Regions from separate parts of the Mus musculus genome. Here all the other regions are linked to region 2. The links are chromatin contacts, called in public Hi-C maps. All regions are on one chromosome and are shown on one strand. The core of a region is the stretch at or near the end of the contact, and the rest is flanking DNA. Distances in the headings are between cores, read along the strand shown. Region 1 has its middle 74 kb from the start of Cd2. Region 2 has its middle 35 kb from the start of Ptgfrn. Region 3 overlaps Ptgfrn (prostaglandin F2 receptor negative regulator).

Region 1 (4,735 bases), core at 30-2,529, 67 kb after region 2:
TACCTTGGATAGGGATGTGTGCCCTGCTCTGGACGTTCTGTGATTGTCCCTGACAGGCTGCATGGACTCTTGGTGTGTGAATAGCTAGACATGTGAAGACACAGATGAGGCTAAGGCCTGGATGAGTGGGGGTCCTGGGTCTTTAAGACTCTGGTGAGTATGCACCTGAGTGTGGGTGCTCTGGGGAGTGCACTTAGGTCTGTGAGGCCCCGGGGTGTGAGAACTCGAGGATGTGTGAGGGACCTGAGCGAAGGAACAACAGGGGTCCTTTCCTAGGTGACTTTTGGTTCAGTCAAGGTGACAATCAGGATTAACCACGGCAGATGAAGAGCTGGGTTATGGGGGTACCTGGGTGTGGGGGACCCAAGCATGAAGGCATCTGAGCATATGAATAAAACCTAGAGTGCATTAGAACCTGGGTCTGTGAGGACCTGGATATGTAAGCACTTCACTATGGGAAGACCTGAGTGTAAGGGCACGAGGTGGGCACCATAGTGCGTGAGCACCTGTGGCGGGGGAGGAGCATCATGGGAGCACCAGGCCATGTAATAGCAGGATGTGTTGGGCCTCAGCTTTGAGGGGCTCCAGCCTGTGAGGACTTGGGCACATTAAAAGCTGAGCATGTCAAGACCTTGGTATTTGTAAGGACTTGGGCACTGAGTACTAGGTTATGGGAGGATGTCTGCGAGTGAGGACCCCCAGGATATAGGCTCTAAACCTGCTTGCTACCTGTGGCTTAGCACTCCTGCCCACCCATGGGTGAAGGATCTGAACAGAATGGCTGACAGAAAGACTCTGTAATGAGAGGGCAGGCCCAGGGCCAAGAAGCTGTGTCTGCCTCCCACCATAAACCATCACACAGCACTTTGAACGAAGTTTATGGCTTTGGCAGAGCTCCAATCTCCTGAGGGCTCAGGCTGTAAATTCTTAAGAAGATCCTAGACCCTGCTGGCCGGGCCTTGTCACCCATTGTGAAAGGTGCAGAAGAAAAGGATAGGTCACATTGTAGGAGCTTCCCCCACCCCACCACCACCACCACCCCCACCCCCCGCCTTCCACCCCACACAGGTCTATCGAGAAGGAAGACAAACTGTGTAACATGGATGGAGAACTAGGCCCCCCGGGGTGGCTGGGGGACCTGTGACAAACTGCTAAGTGAGAACATACACAGGAAAGAGGCAGGAAAGGCCCTAATCCACAGAGCACCAGGGGAGGCCAGGTCTGTGTTTAGCCTTGGCTGGTGGGGCCTCTCCTGCCTCCCCTCCTACTCTTGGCTGATTCACTCAGCAGCTGGGCTCCAGGCGCCCGGGGCAGGGCGGGTGGAGTGAAGGGTACCTTCCTGGCCCCTCCACCAGCTCCATCTGTGCACAGGCGCCCCTGTGGTCCCCATACCCAGCTGTCCACCACACTGCTAGTGGGTGTGAGGCCGTTTGGGAAAATATCCGCTAAAAGCAGAGTGGAGAGAAAGGGAAACAGAATATTAACGTAGCAGGGAGAAGTCTGCATAAATCTGAATGGCTAATGAAGTCAGGGAAGAAGCCCAGAGAAGCCCAGGGGTCTCTAGACCTCAGACCACCAGAAACTGTGAACTTGAGGCCAGGGCTACATGGCCAGCTAGTGATGCTGTCATTTTGCAGTCAGGGGGACTGGGCCAGAGTGTGTGTGTGTGTGTGGGGGGGGGGGTAATGGGGGCAGCCCGGGCTCCAGTGAGAGGTAGTGAGGTCATTTCTGGCCAATCAGAGTGAAGGGCAGAATCCCAGCTGATGATGGGGATTTTAAAGGACTACGGGGACTTCCTAGTGCCACGTTTCTGTCTCTGGATTGAGAGAACCATGGAGCTGGCCAGCCGGCTGGAGGCCAATGTCTCTTGATTTTTCTTTGTGCTGTGTTTGGAAGGGTGTCCCCAGGGAGGCTGACAGCCGCCTCTGAGAAGCAGCTTTCTGTCCCTACAGGCCTCTTTCCATCCCATCCTCAAAAGCAAGGCCTCTTCCCTTAGCAGGTGTCCCTCTTTGCTCAACCCTGTTTTCTCCTCACAAAATGCTGACTCACAGGTGGACGGAAGTCGTCATCCCTTAAGAACGCTATCTCCTTGACAGGTGGCCGCCAGCCAGCTCCAGCATTAGTACTTCTGCAGTGGGGATCTCTGTACCCCCACACAGCATGGGGGTCAGCACCCACACACAGCATGGAGCTCAGCACCTCCACACAGCATGGAGCTCAGTACCTCCACACAGCATGGTGCTCAGTACCTCCACACAGCATGGACCTCAGTACCTCCACACAGCATGGACCTCAGTACCTCCACACAGCATGGAGCTCAGTACCTCCACACAGCATGGAGTTCAGTACCCCCACTCAGAGTGGAACTCAGTACACCCACACAGCATGGAGCTCAGTGCCCCCACACAGCATGGAGCTCAGTGCCCCCACACAATGCTCTCTAATCAGAACAGCTTAGATATTTAGCAAGTCTTTCCTGCCTGCCTTCCTTTATCCCTTCCCTCTCTTCTTTCCCTCCCTTCCTTTCTTCCTCTGCTATTTTCTCCCCCCCCCTTTTCTCTCCCTCTTCTCATCTCCCCCCTCCCTCCCTCTTCTTCTAGTCCTCTTCCTTGTCTTCCTCCTCCCTGGTGCAATGAGGACCATATGAAATTCCCAGTGGGTTTTCTGGTTTTGTTTGTTTGTTTGTTTTCTTGAAATAGCTCCGGCTCCTTCAGGCTTATCTCTGGAGAACGATTTCTTGTCGTCCCCTTTGCTGGGAAGAGATGCTCTGAATATGCTATGCATTCATTTTTCACACAGTTATTTTGGTGTTTATTCATTCATATCTCCAGCTTACTCCAAAAAGAGACTCAAAGGGGCTTGCAAATTATACAGCAATACTATAAAAAGTAATGGGGAAAGTATTAATGAAGAAAAGGCAGAAGATGGTGAGCCACAGTAAGTCTACTTACTGTCTGAGCACATTCCTGTCAGTTTGCACTTGGTTCGGTGTAGACACCAAACTTGCCTGGTGAATTCCCTAGCAGCAAAGGTGAAAAGGGAAACTTGGGCAGCCTTGCAAGCCAGTCTCCATAAGAACAAAGAGAAAACACAGCTCTTTCTAGGCCTGGAAATGAAAGAAAAGTATCCCTGGACTCACCCGGAGAAGAATGCATCCAATACTTTTCTCACGATAAATTCAACAACCCATTTACCCAAGCTGTTTCTTATCAGGTCACCTCACGTCGTAACCCCAAAGCACAGTCTCAATGAACGTGAGTACTCTGGCTTGTTAATGGGCCTCTTAACACATGGCATAAAGTATTCCAAACTCCTCCGACTGCAGAGAAAGACAGTGAGATACTTCTGTCCGGAATGCTCCTCCTGACAGCACGGCCTGGGCTGCTATTAGCTCTTTAGTGACATGCTAACTCCTGTAGCAGATTCCTCAAACCTATTGCTGCCTCTGTGACAAGAACTGAATTTAAGCCAATTTGTCTTCATTTTTTTACTTGGTCAATTGATTTTTTTTTTTAACTTAAGTGCAGGACTGCGTTGTATTTATCACCATAATTCCATTTTGTTAACTTTGCTTCCAGTCATGCTGATGCTAATCCTGGATTTGCATCACATCAACCCATATACCGTATTTCCTCAAATAGAAGACTCTTTTCATTGCACGATGCATTATTTACAAATTACCACTGAGAACAAACAATGTTGTCAATTGCAATAATAAGCTGTGTGTGAGTTTGAATGAGAAATGTCCCTGATGGGTTCCCATATTTGAGCACTCAGCCCCCAGCTGGTAGCAATCTTTGGGGAGGTTGGAAAGCCTTTGGGAGATGGCACTGGACTGGAAGAGGTTTGTCACTGGAGGTTACTCCTGCTCCACTTCAGCTCACTCTCTAAGATTCATGTTTGCTGTTGAAGAGCTGACTACCCAGCTTCCTGCTGCAGCTTTCTGCACCTGTTCCCCCGCCCCCACCCTCCATTATGGACCCTCCCTCCGCAACCATAAGTCCCAACAAACGTTTCCTTCTATAAGTTGCTTTGTATCATGGTGTTTGTCACAGCAACAGAAGAGTACCTGACACAGTGTTACGTTCACTGGTCTTGGAATTCATCTAGTTTTAGGGATAAAGATGATTTTAAATCCAGATGTAGCTCAGGCCTACAATCCCAAGCTGAGACAGGAGGATCACTGAGAGTTCAAAGCTAATCTGAGCTTCTTAGTGAGCTCCAGCCTAGTCTGGACTGTCTGACTAAACTTTGTTGTAAAAAATCCAACACAAGGATGGAAGGGGAAGCTCAGTGGTTAAGGAAGTTTGCTGCTTTTTTTCAAAGGACCAGAGTTCAGGTCCCATCACCCACAGCACAACTGGCCTAGAACCCCAGCTCTGGGGAATCTTTAACAGACCACCTTCTTCTTCTTCTTCTTCTTCTTCTTCTTCTTCTTCTTCTTCTTCTTCTTCTTCTTCTTCTTCTTCTTCTCCTTCTCCTTCTCCCTCTCCCTCTCCCTCTCCCTCTCCCTCCCTCTCCCTCTCCCTCTCCCTCTCCCTCTCCCTCTCCCTCTCCCTCTCCCTCTCCCTCTCCCTCTCCCTCTCCCTCTCCCTCTCCCTCTCCCTCTCCCTCCCCCTCCCCCTCCCCCTCCCCCTCCCCCTCCCCCTCCCCCTCCCCTTCCTCCTCTTCTTCTTCTTCTTCTTCTTCTTCTTCTTCTTCTTCTTCTTCTTTTTCTTCTTCTTCGGGGGGGGGG
Region 2 (4,270 bases), core at 1,337-3,836:
TAGTCCCTTGCTGAAGCAGCCACTGGCAAGTGGACAGCACCAGTCCCTCTGATTACAGAGAACATTTGGATCATATACCTTCATCCTGCATAAGGAGCCCTGGCCTTGTGAGCTCAGGCCACCTATTGCCACATTCAGTGTGGCCTCTGCAGGGTAGATGCTCCACCTGAGACTGGTGTGTCTGCCATTTCTAGCATATTGGCGGTGGTGCTGTGAGTATTATTCCATTCATGCCTTTGTTCCTTCCCAGTCCTTCAGCAATGAGCAGTACCTAGTGAGATCCTTCCAGCTCCTGTTCTAACCTCCCAGGTAAGCTTGCCTGTAGGCCAAAGGTTATCAAAGTCACAGGTTGAATGGCCCTCCCCAGTCCGTAAAGAATCCATAAAGATGAATAAAAAGAGGAGCAAAGGATTTGCTTTCATTGCTTTTTACATGGTGACAAGCCAGAAATCATCCGAGAGCCCAAAATAAGAGCCTTGGCTGAGTCAGTTTCAGTACCATGAACTCGAAGGAACGAATGCGGTACAGCAATTAAAAAATAACCTTGTGAAATTGTGCTTAAAGCACCCTGTTATAAAACCAGTGGAAAACAGAGTAGAGAATTTTATTTTACTGTGTGAAACATGATAGCACAGGCAAGTCAGGCAAGCGGGGTGGGTCAGTGGGTGCTTCAGGATGGTTGGTTCAACAGTGCCTTCTTTTTCTCATTTAGACACTAACGTTTAATGATGTTATTTACATAATGATTGTATGATGATTTTCTTTTTTGGTCTTCTAAGATTCCTCAGCACTTCAGGGGTGGGGTGGGGTGGGGTGGGGTGTGAAGATGATCTGAAGGCTGGAGACTTATTGCCAGTGGGTGGACAGCTCTCTCTTGCTGTCTCCTTCCCCCACCCACTTTCTCAAACCGCATGCATGCTCTGAGTTCAAAATGTCTCAGTTGAAACCTTAGTCTTCCTCTTACCTTACCTGTCAAACACAGATAAGAATGCTATCTGCTTCCCTCTTTGTAAGTCACCTTTGGACACATGCAGAGAAACTCCTGGCCCAGAGTGAGTGCCCAGCAAATATTAGTTCTCATTATTTTATTGCAAGTAAACACTGCACTCTAAGCCACATCAGCCTGGGTAAAACCAGAGGTCACTGGACTCTCCATGGCCTGACAGGGACCTGTTCTTCTGGGTCTTTCATGATTTTCCTTTCCTACAAGGCTTTCACAGGTATTTGGCAAGCAAAGGCCTCTTGCTACCTCAGCAGGCTGGCAAGAAGGGAGGCCCCCATTGGCCCCAGTGGGGAAGCTGGTTATCCATCCAAGGATGTGGAGACGCCTGCTGCTGCAGCTGTAAGGCTGGCAGCTGAGGTGGACGCAACTGCAGATGCCACAGCTGGTTCTGCCCAGAGCTCAGAGTCACATGGCGGCTGCCCTGTGCCAACCACTCCATTCTGCATGAGATCACATCTTTTGACTTTTCCTGTGCACACAGCTGGCTGGGCTCGTTCCACCAGGACAGAGGACAAGACCTAGCTGCTCTTCTTGCTGTGGCTCCTCTCAGCTCTGAAACATGGCAGCTTGTGTGCTATGTGTGACTAATTTTTCCCCTCTACCCCCAGGAGACCCCATAGGCTTCCTGCACTGCCTTCTGCTTGTCCAGGGGACAAGTCCAGACCTGATTGAACGCTGTGTGAGGGCAAGTTTGCTCCCGAGAGAGAACTCATATAAGATGAAGCCAGACCTGCAGCCAACTTGTAGAAGAGATTGGAATGCAGGGATCAGGACCAGGGGACCACAGAAACAAGGACAGGGTTGTTCAGAGTAGAGGGAGAGGAGGGTGCTGGAGGGGGTGGGGTGGGGGGGCTGTGCTGAGCTGCTGCTGGCTAGATGCTGAGGAAGGTGATGGAGAAAGGGAGAAGGAGGTAAGGCACTTCCTGGAGACCTAAGGAAAGGACCCCAGCAGGTGCTTCCTTGCAATTCTTTTGCCTAAATCAGCTTCTACTTCCCAGGGTATCTGCCCTGTGTGCTCCCTTACACTTAATATAAATACAAAGTGTTTAAGGTTGGAGGTGGCAGGGGGCTTCCTAATTGTGATGGACTCACCTCACTCCAGACACAGATGTATTTTCTCAAATGATGCTTCCTCTTCCCTCACCCAAGTGTCACAGGAAATGGGGACAGCATTCATTAATAACCGAAGGAGGGTCTGAGGAAAACTAGATGCTGTATAAAGAGAAGAAGCTGCAAACTAAGAAGCCCTGGTGGAAATGAAGTGCTCAACCAGTCCTGCATCCATTAAAGTAATAACATCATCGAATGGCGGGTTTATCACTCCCTTGCAGCCCCTCAGCCTGGAAGCTGCGGCTCTTTTTAAAAATGAGAGAGGAGTTGCATGCCGCTCCTCCAGTGTGGAAGGGCAGGTCTCCCTGTGCCCCCTCCCAAGCGCTTCCCTCCCCAGCCTTGGACTTCTCCCAGCCTCTAGGACCATCGCTAAAATTCATTTCACTCTTTAATTAGATTTCATGGAGTAAGGGATTGGGAGGGTGCTGGGAAAGGCGTGCATATGCCCTCTTTTCGTTGAGAAGGGTAATGCTGCTGATAGGGGAGGTGGGACAATGGTTGCTATGGAGACATATTCCCAGACATACAGACACACTCATTTTAATGCCTTTTTTTTTTCCAAGCAGGGGAAGGATCCAGTGCCCTATTTTTAGTGTCAGATTTCAGCAAAACAATTCACTTTCGTTTCATCACACACACACACACACACACACACACACACACACACACACACTCTGCTGGCTTTTTAAGTAGGTCACCCCTTCTGACTGTATCAAGAGCTCAGATCTGTCTTGCTTGAGGAATGCAAGGTTCCATGGAAGATTTTTCTGATAGAGGGGAGGATCTCAGACTTGCCTGGGTACAGCTTTCTTTCATCTCAGTTTGACAGGCATTAGGACAGGCGGGATGAATAGCTGTAGGTAAATTTACATTTTAAAGATGGGTGCAAGATGTCGAGGTTCTGATAATAAAGAGGGGAGGTATAGAAACTACAAATGACAAATGTGTCTGCTTCTCTATCATCAGCTTATCACTGGTGATTACAAAAGATACTCCTTGGTTGTTAATACTACACAGCCCATTGGGAAAGAAAGAAGTCCTGGCTGGGAACTGTCCAATTTGAATTTTTGATCTTTGTCCCAGATCAACCGGGTATGACAGAATATGTGAATCAGAATTGGGCTTTTTATTTCTGTCCCATCCTGAATTGCAATTCTTGACTGTTTCCGTCTGAGATTTTTTTCCCCCTTTGTGATCTTTGCCAAATCTCACAATCCCTCTGTGATGAGAATACCCCCATTGACTGTAATAAGCACTAGCTGTTCCCTTAGCAGAAGTAGCCCAAGGCGAGGCTGTGAATTGGGCAAGTGTCTGTTCTTAGGAGTCCCAGGCTCACACTCACCCTCATCTCCCATTCCCACAAGGGCCGGTTTCTCGCTCCAAGATGGCGACAGTCTAGACTAATTAGGGCTCTCTTCACTGGGAGCCCCATGTGTATTCACTGGAGCCTTTGGGTAGTTCTTTCCACAGTCAGAGGCTTCTGGTTTCTCTTTCATAATATAGAGAAAGGAACTCCCAATGGATATAACCAAAAGGATATCCCGTGGTTCTCAGCTTTAAAAAATAATAGACTTGAAGCTAAGAAAGATGGAAATGAAACCACAATGCTGTAATAGTGCTTTGTAAAGCACTATTTTATACAAATAGTGTAAAAGTGTAATAGAAATAAAATCCATAGGATTTTATTTTTCCATAACATTTATGTTTTCCAAACATTGTCCTATTAATTAGAAAATAAAAGATAAAAACAAGAATGGAACCTCAAAATGTATATTATGCTTGCTATTTTATAGATGAGAAAAAGATAACAAGAGGAGAATCTTCTCAGAGCCTTAAAATAGTGTGTGTGTGTGTGTGTGTGTGTGTGTGTGTGTGTGTGTGTGTGTGTGGTGTGTGTTGGGGGAGGCGGCAATGAGAATCCATCACATGTCTATAAAGATTCAAACTCCAGTTATACAATCTTAATCTTGTGCTCCTCAGATGGTTAAGAATCATTTATTAAACATTTATGAAATATTAAGCAGTATGTGCATATTTGAGGTATAATATATCACATTTGCATAGAGAGTGGGTCTTTTAAATAGCATTCCACATTTAAGAATGAAAGTTCATAAGCATTAATTAATTTGCCCAAAGACATAGCTAGTACATAATAGG
Region 3 (4,620 bases), core at 614-3,113, 98 kb before region 2:
ACTGAACACAGTTAATAGTCCCAGAGAGTAAAGCTAGTGGATCATGAAGTTCTCTGTGAAACTGAGGTTCTAACAGCCTCAAATAAACGACAACGGGCAGAAGAGAAAGAGGATGGTACAGGATTAATTTACACAATGTGGAAACTGAGGCCACATGCTAAACCCAGACCCTCATCCCCACCCTGACTGGACCAACCCAAGCCAGCTACTGAGCTTCAGGTTTCATCCAGAAGGCATGTGGGGACTGTGGACCAGAAACACAGTCACATCTTAAACCTGCTTGGCAAAATTCCTTTTTCAAAAAAAACACCGAGGACTGAACCCAGTGCCGTGCTGGGCAAGTGTTCTATTGGAGCTACAACCCTGGCCCGGGACCTTTTATATGTCAGCTTTTGCTGGACAACAAAAAAACAATAGTTATTCATTCAGGCAAAGTACATTAATAACTTCAAAAACACATTCTAAGGCAAACAGATGTCATCCAGACCCATGTAAGACAGAAGGGAGCTCAACTCAAAGTGGGCATTTCCAAACAGGTCCCAATGATAACTCCACTACTAAAGCAGATCCCCTCTCTCCTCCACCTGCCCCAGGGGCCCCTCAGCATAAACAATTCTCAGCAGGTAAGTCTCTGAGACCAGCTTGGTGGGAATGCAGAAGGTGCTGTGGACTGCCTATTCCCCCTCAGTGCCAGGGCGGAGTGGGCTCTGCTACCCAGGGAAACTCAGGGAGTCTAGAGTGGCTACCAATGATAAAGCATAGAGGTGCTGCCATTACGTCATTCTCTTGTGCATCATAGGATGCTAAGGTGGCTAGCCTGGGCCAGAATCCCAGTACCTACTGGCCACATGACCTGAACAAGCCATGTTAGTTTATTGCACAATGCAAATTAACAGGGCTCTGGAGAGATAGCTCAGTGGTTAAGAGCATTCACTGCTCTTCACAGAACCTGGGTTCAGTTCTCAGCACTCATGTCAGGTAGCTCACAACTGCTTATAGCTCCAATTCCAAGGGATCTCTTATCCTCTTCTGGCCTCCACAGTCAGACAGACAGACAGACAGACAGACAGACAGACAGACAGACAGACAGTGTACAGACACACATAGACAAACACACATACACTTTAAAAACTTAAAAAAAAAAAATCCAACTAACAGCGTGGGCGAACACTGACTGCCAAGAACCACTCCCAGCCCACGTGTTTCTGTATGTGGCTCCTGGAAGCCCGGCCCGGGGGACAGGCAGGAAGGTTTTGTCCTGTGTGAAGGGGCAGTGCTAATAACCAGAGACCCTGCAGGCCTCCCCAGCATCTGGGTGCAAAGTACTGGGTAGCCATTACATTGGGGTGGGTGCCTGGCTCCTTTAGGACTTCTGTTCAAAGGTTCATGTGGCTACAAGCTCAGCATGGACATGTTTCCCCGAGAAGGACCCAGTGGGAACTAGTGATAATAAAAGCGATAGTGATAAAGCTACACACCACCATCTCCACACGTGGCTGACAGGTAGATGCCGCTAGAAGGAAGTGTGGGAGGTACTTGTCAAGGATATGGGCCCCTCCTGTGGGCATCTGCTGTACTGAGTCACCCATCTCACCACATACCCTGGTTAGGTACTAGACGCTGATGTGTTCCGACTGGACCATTTCCAGAACACGGAAGTCACCTCACCTGGGTGAAATGCCTCACAGAGGCTACGGAACACCCTTAACGCTCAGCCACTCCGCCTCTGAGCAATGGCTGAGCAGCAAGGACAGGAAAGTCCAGCTCCTTAGCTGCCCTCGGCACCAAGTACTCCGAGCATAGTGACTGGGCCCCATTCTCTTGCACCCCCACAGCACACTCTGGAGACCCCCCTCCCCCCCATGACTCACACTGCCTCTGCTCTGCTTCAGACCATGGTGCCACCCACGCTTGGCCGCTCCCACCCTGCTGTGACACAACAGTGCCTTGGCTCTCAGCCCACTTATGCAACTTTCCCACTGAGAATTCCCTCTCAGAGCCATGGGATGAATGAAAAGAGAAAAAAAAAAAAAGAAAGAAAAAAGAAAAAGAAAGAAATTACGATTTGTGTTTAATTATTCAGAATCTTCCACCCACACAGAGCAAGAGTGCAAAGTTCTGGAAAATTGTGATTTGCAAGATACCAGCTACCTATAGCTTTTGCAATTACATCAGAGAAAAGAGGTTTACATGAAAGGCACAACTGGCGACCTATTAATTTGCTGAGAAAGAGCATTTGGAGGGTTTAATATCTGTATATCACAAATGAGCTTTCAAACAGCACTGCACTATGCAAACTTTTAAGGAGTTTTTGCTTGCCTTTCCCTGGCAGTCTTTCCTGCCTTTTCCTTCATTTCTACGTTCAAAGGTACCTTTGTGCCTCTGCGCCTCGCAGCTTTGGTACAGCAGCAGTTGCTCTCTTCAGAGCCCGACTTTACATGACGTCTCATGCCTCACATGCTGTACAGAAGCCCTAAAGGAACCAGGGAGCCACTCCCATCATAATGGCTACCCCGTAGTTTACCCCCAGATGCCGGTGAGGTCTGCAGGGTCCCCCATCTTTGGTTATTAGCACTGTCCCTTCATACAGAACAACCTGCTGCCTGCTTCTGGGGCCATGCTTCCAGAGGTCTACACACAGAAACACATGAGAACTCACAGAATTTGGCTAGCTTTGTGTATGACTTTGCTAGGAATGGGGTGGGGTTGGGCAGTGTCAGGGTCACAGTGGGTGGTGGAAGGGAGAAGGGCAGGCCTCAGCAAGCTAGGCTCTTCACAGAATCGTTGGGGAAAGGCAAAGGTGGGTAAAGTCCTGCTCAGCAACAGGGACAACACCCTAAGGCCTTTAAGACCAGAGGAGCCAATAAGAGAGGGATGTCATCTTGCTTAAGGCACCAAGCAGAGAATGCATGAGGGATGGGCCCAGGATTCTGAGGCATCTGTTGGCAAGGCTAATCTTTTCGGTAAAGAGAAGATTCACAGAACTGGGGACATGGCTTGGGACAGGCCGGGTGTGCACAAGGTTCCCTCTTCAGTAGAATGGGAAAGGCTTTACAAAGATATCCTAAAAGTTATAAATGACATCACTTCTGTATTCCGCCTCGGGTGCAAGCTCTCGGGGGTAGATCTTGAGCACGTCCGTAGCTCTATCCCCAACATCTTTAACTGCTCTGTCTGTGTACCGAAGGGATGAATGACACGGAGCAGGAAGAGGGATCTGTGAGTGGGTTTCTAACCAGGCCACAACAAGCCAGGAAGAGATCTACTGACCGACCGTCCTGAAAAGTGTTTCAAATCTCCCAGCAGATACACAGCCTCACAGAGCCAAGCCAGCAATGAGTCAGGGAAAGTGATGGGCTGGCTAGTCTTTTGTCAGCGGGACACAAGCTACAGTTATCTGAAAGGAGGGCACCTCAGTTGAGAACATGCCTCCAGAAGATCAGGCTGTAAGGCATGTCCTTAAATTAGTGACTGATGGGAGAGGGCCCAGCCCATTGCGGCTGTTGCCATTCCTGTTTATAGAACCCAGGATGGCTTCTACAAGAAAGCAGGCTGAGCAAGCCATAGGGAACAAGCCAGTAAGCAGGGATACTCCATGACCTTTGTCTCAGCTCTGCATCCAGGTTCCTGCCCTGTTTTGAGTTCCTGTCCTGACTTCCTTCAATGATGAGCTACAATGTAGATGTGAAGCCAAATAAACCCTTTCCTAGCCAATTTGCTTTTGGGTCACAGTACTCCATTGAAGTAACAGAAACCTTGACTAAGACAAGTGAAGATCAACAGACAGTTCAAACTCCAAGTGGCAGTGACAGACGACAGGAGGAACGTTTACAGAAGGCAACGGGGGTGGGGAAGGAGGAAGGATGGAGGGAGGTACCTGGGTCCAGCACAGCTCCTTCCACAGTGACGATACAGAACAATTTGATGAGATCTCCCCGGGTGACGGATGGTGTGTCTGAATGCACAGAGGCGTTAAATGTGGGACCTGGAAGACAGTAATGTGTAAGATGCATAATCTTCTTTCACACAAGCTCAAAATTCATTCCTAAAGCTCCAAGAGCATCTAAATGTGGCTCTCTTTTCTGGGAATCGGTCTACAAAAAAACAAAAAACAAAAAACCATGAACTAGGCCTTCTAAGATCTCCTTTCTCTATGCAGAGACAGTCGGATCAGGAACATCTACCTGAATTCACTCTTGACTAACTCTGAATGGAACTTTCTCTGCTTGACAACCACAGCTTTGCTTGAAGAATATGCTTGCTTCACGCCCCCCGCCCCCGAGCTGGTAAGCTTGGGCTGCTGTCACATTCAGTGTAGTTCAAACTAGCCAGGGTGGTGTAGAGATCAGAGGGTCAGGAGCTGACCGCGTGTGCTTTGGGTCACAGTTGGGCGAGTGGCCTCTGTATGTTCTGCAATACTGATGGGGACAGAACCCTGAGACCCCAGTGTTAAAGGGCTGAAACCCAGTTAGGAGAAAGACCCACCAATACTGGACATGTTTAGATAAAGTATGGTGGGGCACTGAGAAAATGCCAGGATTTCAGGGGAAGCTGAGGCAGCTTGGAGCATCCTTTAAAAGACCACCCAGGTTGGGGAAGGCAGGGTGTGCATGGGAGTGC

What was found. Hi-C and Micro-C count contacts between places; a contact is called where the count stands out from the background.
Region 1: a contact with region 2 is called in a Hi-C map of muscle stem cells, with 2.2 times the contacts expected there. The contact joins two enhancer-like sites. A contact is called at or near these places in 5 of 484 Hi-C or Micro-C datasets (CD4 T cells, the P5424 cell line, muscle stem cells and 1 more), 4 of 115 datasets of contacts at active chromatin or transcription factors (all in embryonic stem cells) and 1 of 9 other capture datasets (embryonic stem cells).
Region 3: a contact with region 2 is called in a Hi-C map of muscle stem cells, with 2.2 times the contacts expected there. The contact joins two enhancer-like sites. A contact is called at or near these places in 1 of 39 promoter capture datasets (hippocampal neurons), 4 of 484 Hi-C or Micro-C datasets (the MC3T3-E1 cell line, cerebral cortex, muscle stem cells and 1 more), 4 of 115 datasets of contacts at active chromatin or transcription factors (CD8 T cells, T-cell acute lymphoblastic leukemia, embryonic stem cells and 1 more) and 3 of 9 other capture datasets (adipose tissue, liver and pancreatic islet).

What each region holds. Positions count from the first base shown.
Region 1 is chr3:101,211,277-101,216,011 of GRCm38.p6, forward strand. No RefSeq gene overlaps it. Among named protein-coding and RNA genes, the nearest start is that of Cd2, 74 kb to the right of the region's middle. Within about 2 kb of position 1,280, at least 163 of the 459 cell types and tissues checked have an H3K27ac peak or open chromatin away from gene starts, as enhancers often do. A contact at or near this core is called in muscle stem cells and uterus, where this site is marked.
Region 2 is chr3:101,143,130-101,147,399 of GRCm38.p6, forward strand. No RefSeq gene overlaps it. Among named protein-coding and RNA genes, the nearest start is that of Ptgfrn, 35 kb to the left of the region's middle. Within about 2 kb of position 2,587, at least 60 of the 459 cell types and tissues checked have an H3K27ac peak or open chromatin away from gene starts, as enhancers often do. A contact at or near this core is called in adipose tissue, cerebral cortex, muscle stem cells and 1 more, where this site is marked.
Region 3 is chr3:101,046,213-101,050,832 of GRCm38.p6, forward strand. It overlaps Ptgfrn (prostaglandin F2 receptor negative regulator), which reads right to left. Exons shown (of 9, transcript NM_011197.3): 7 at 3,878-3,985. Among named protein-coding and RNA genes, the nearest start is that of Cd101, 19 kb to the left of the region's middle. Within about 2 kb of position 1,864, at least 107 of the 459 cell types and tissues checked have an H3K27ac peak or open chromatin away from gene starts, as enhancers often do. A contact at or near this core is called in adipose tissue, cerebral cortex and muscle stem cells, where this site is marked.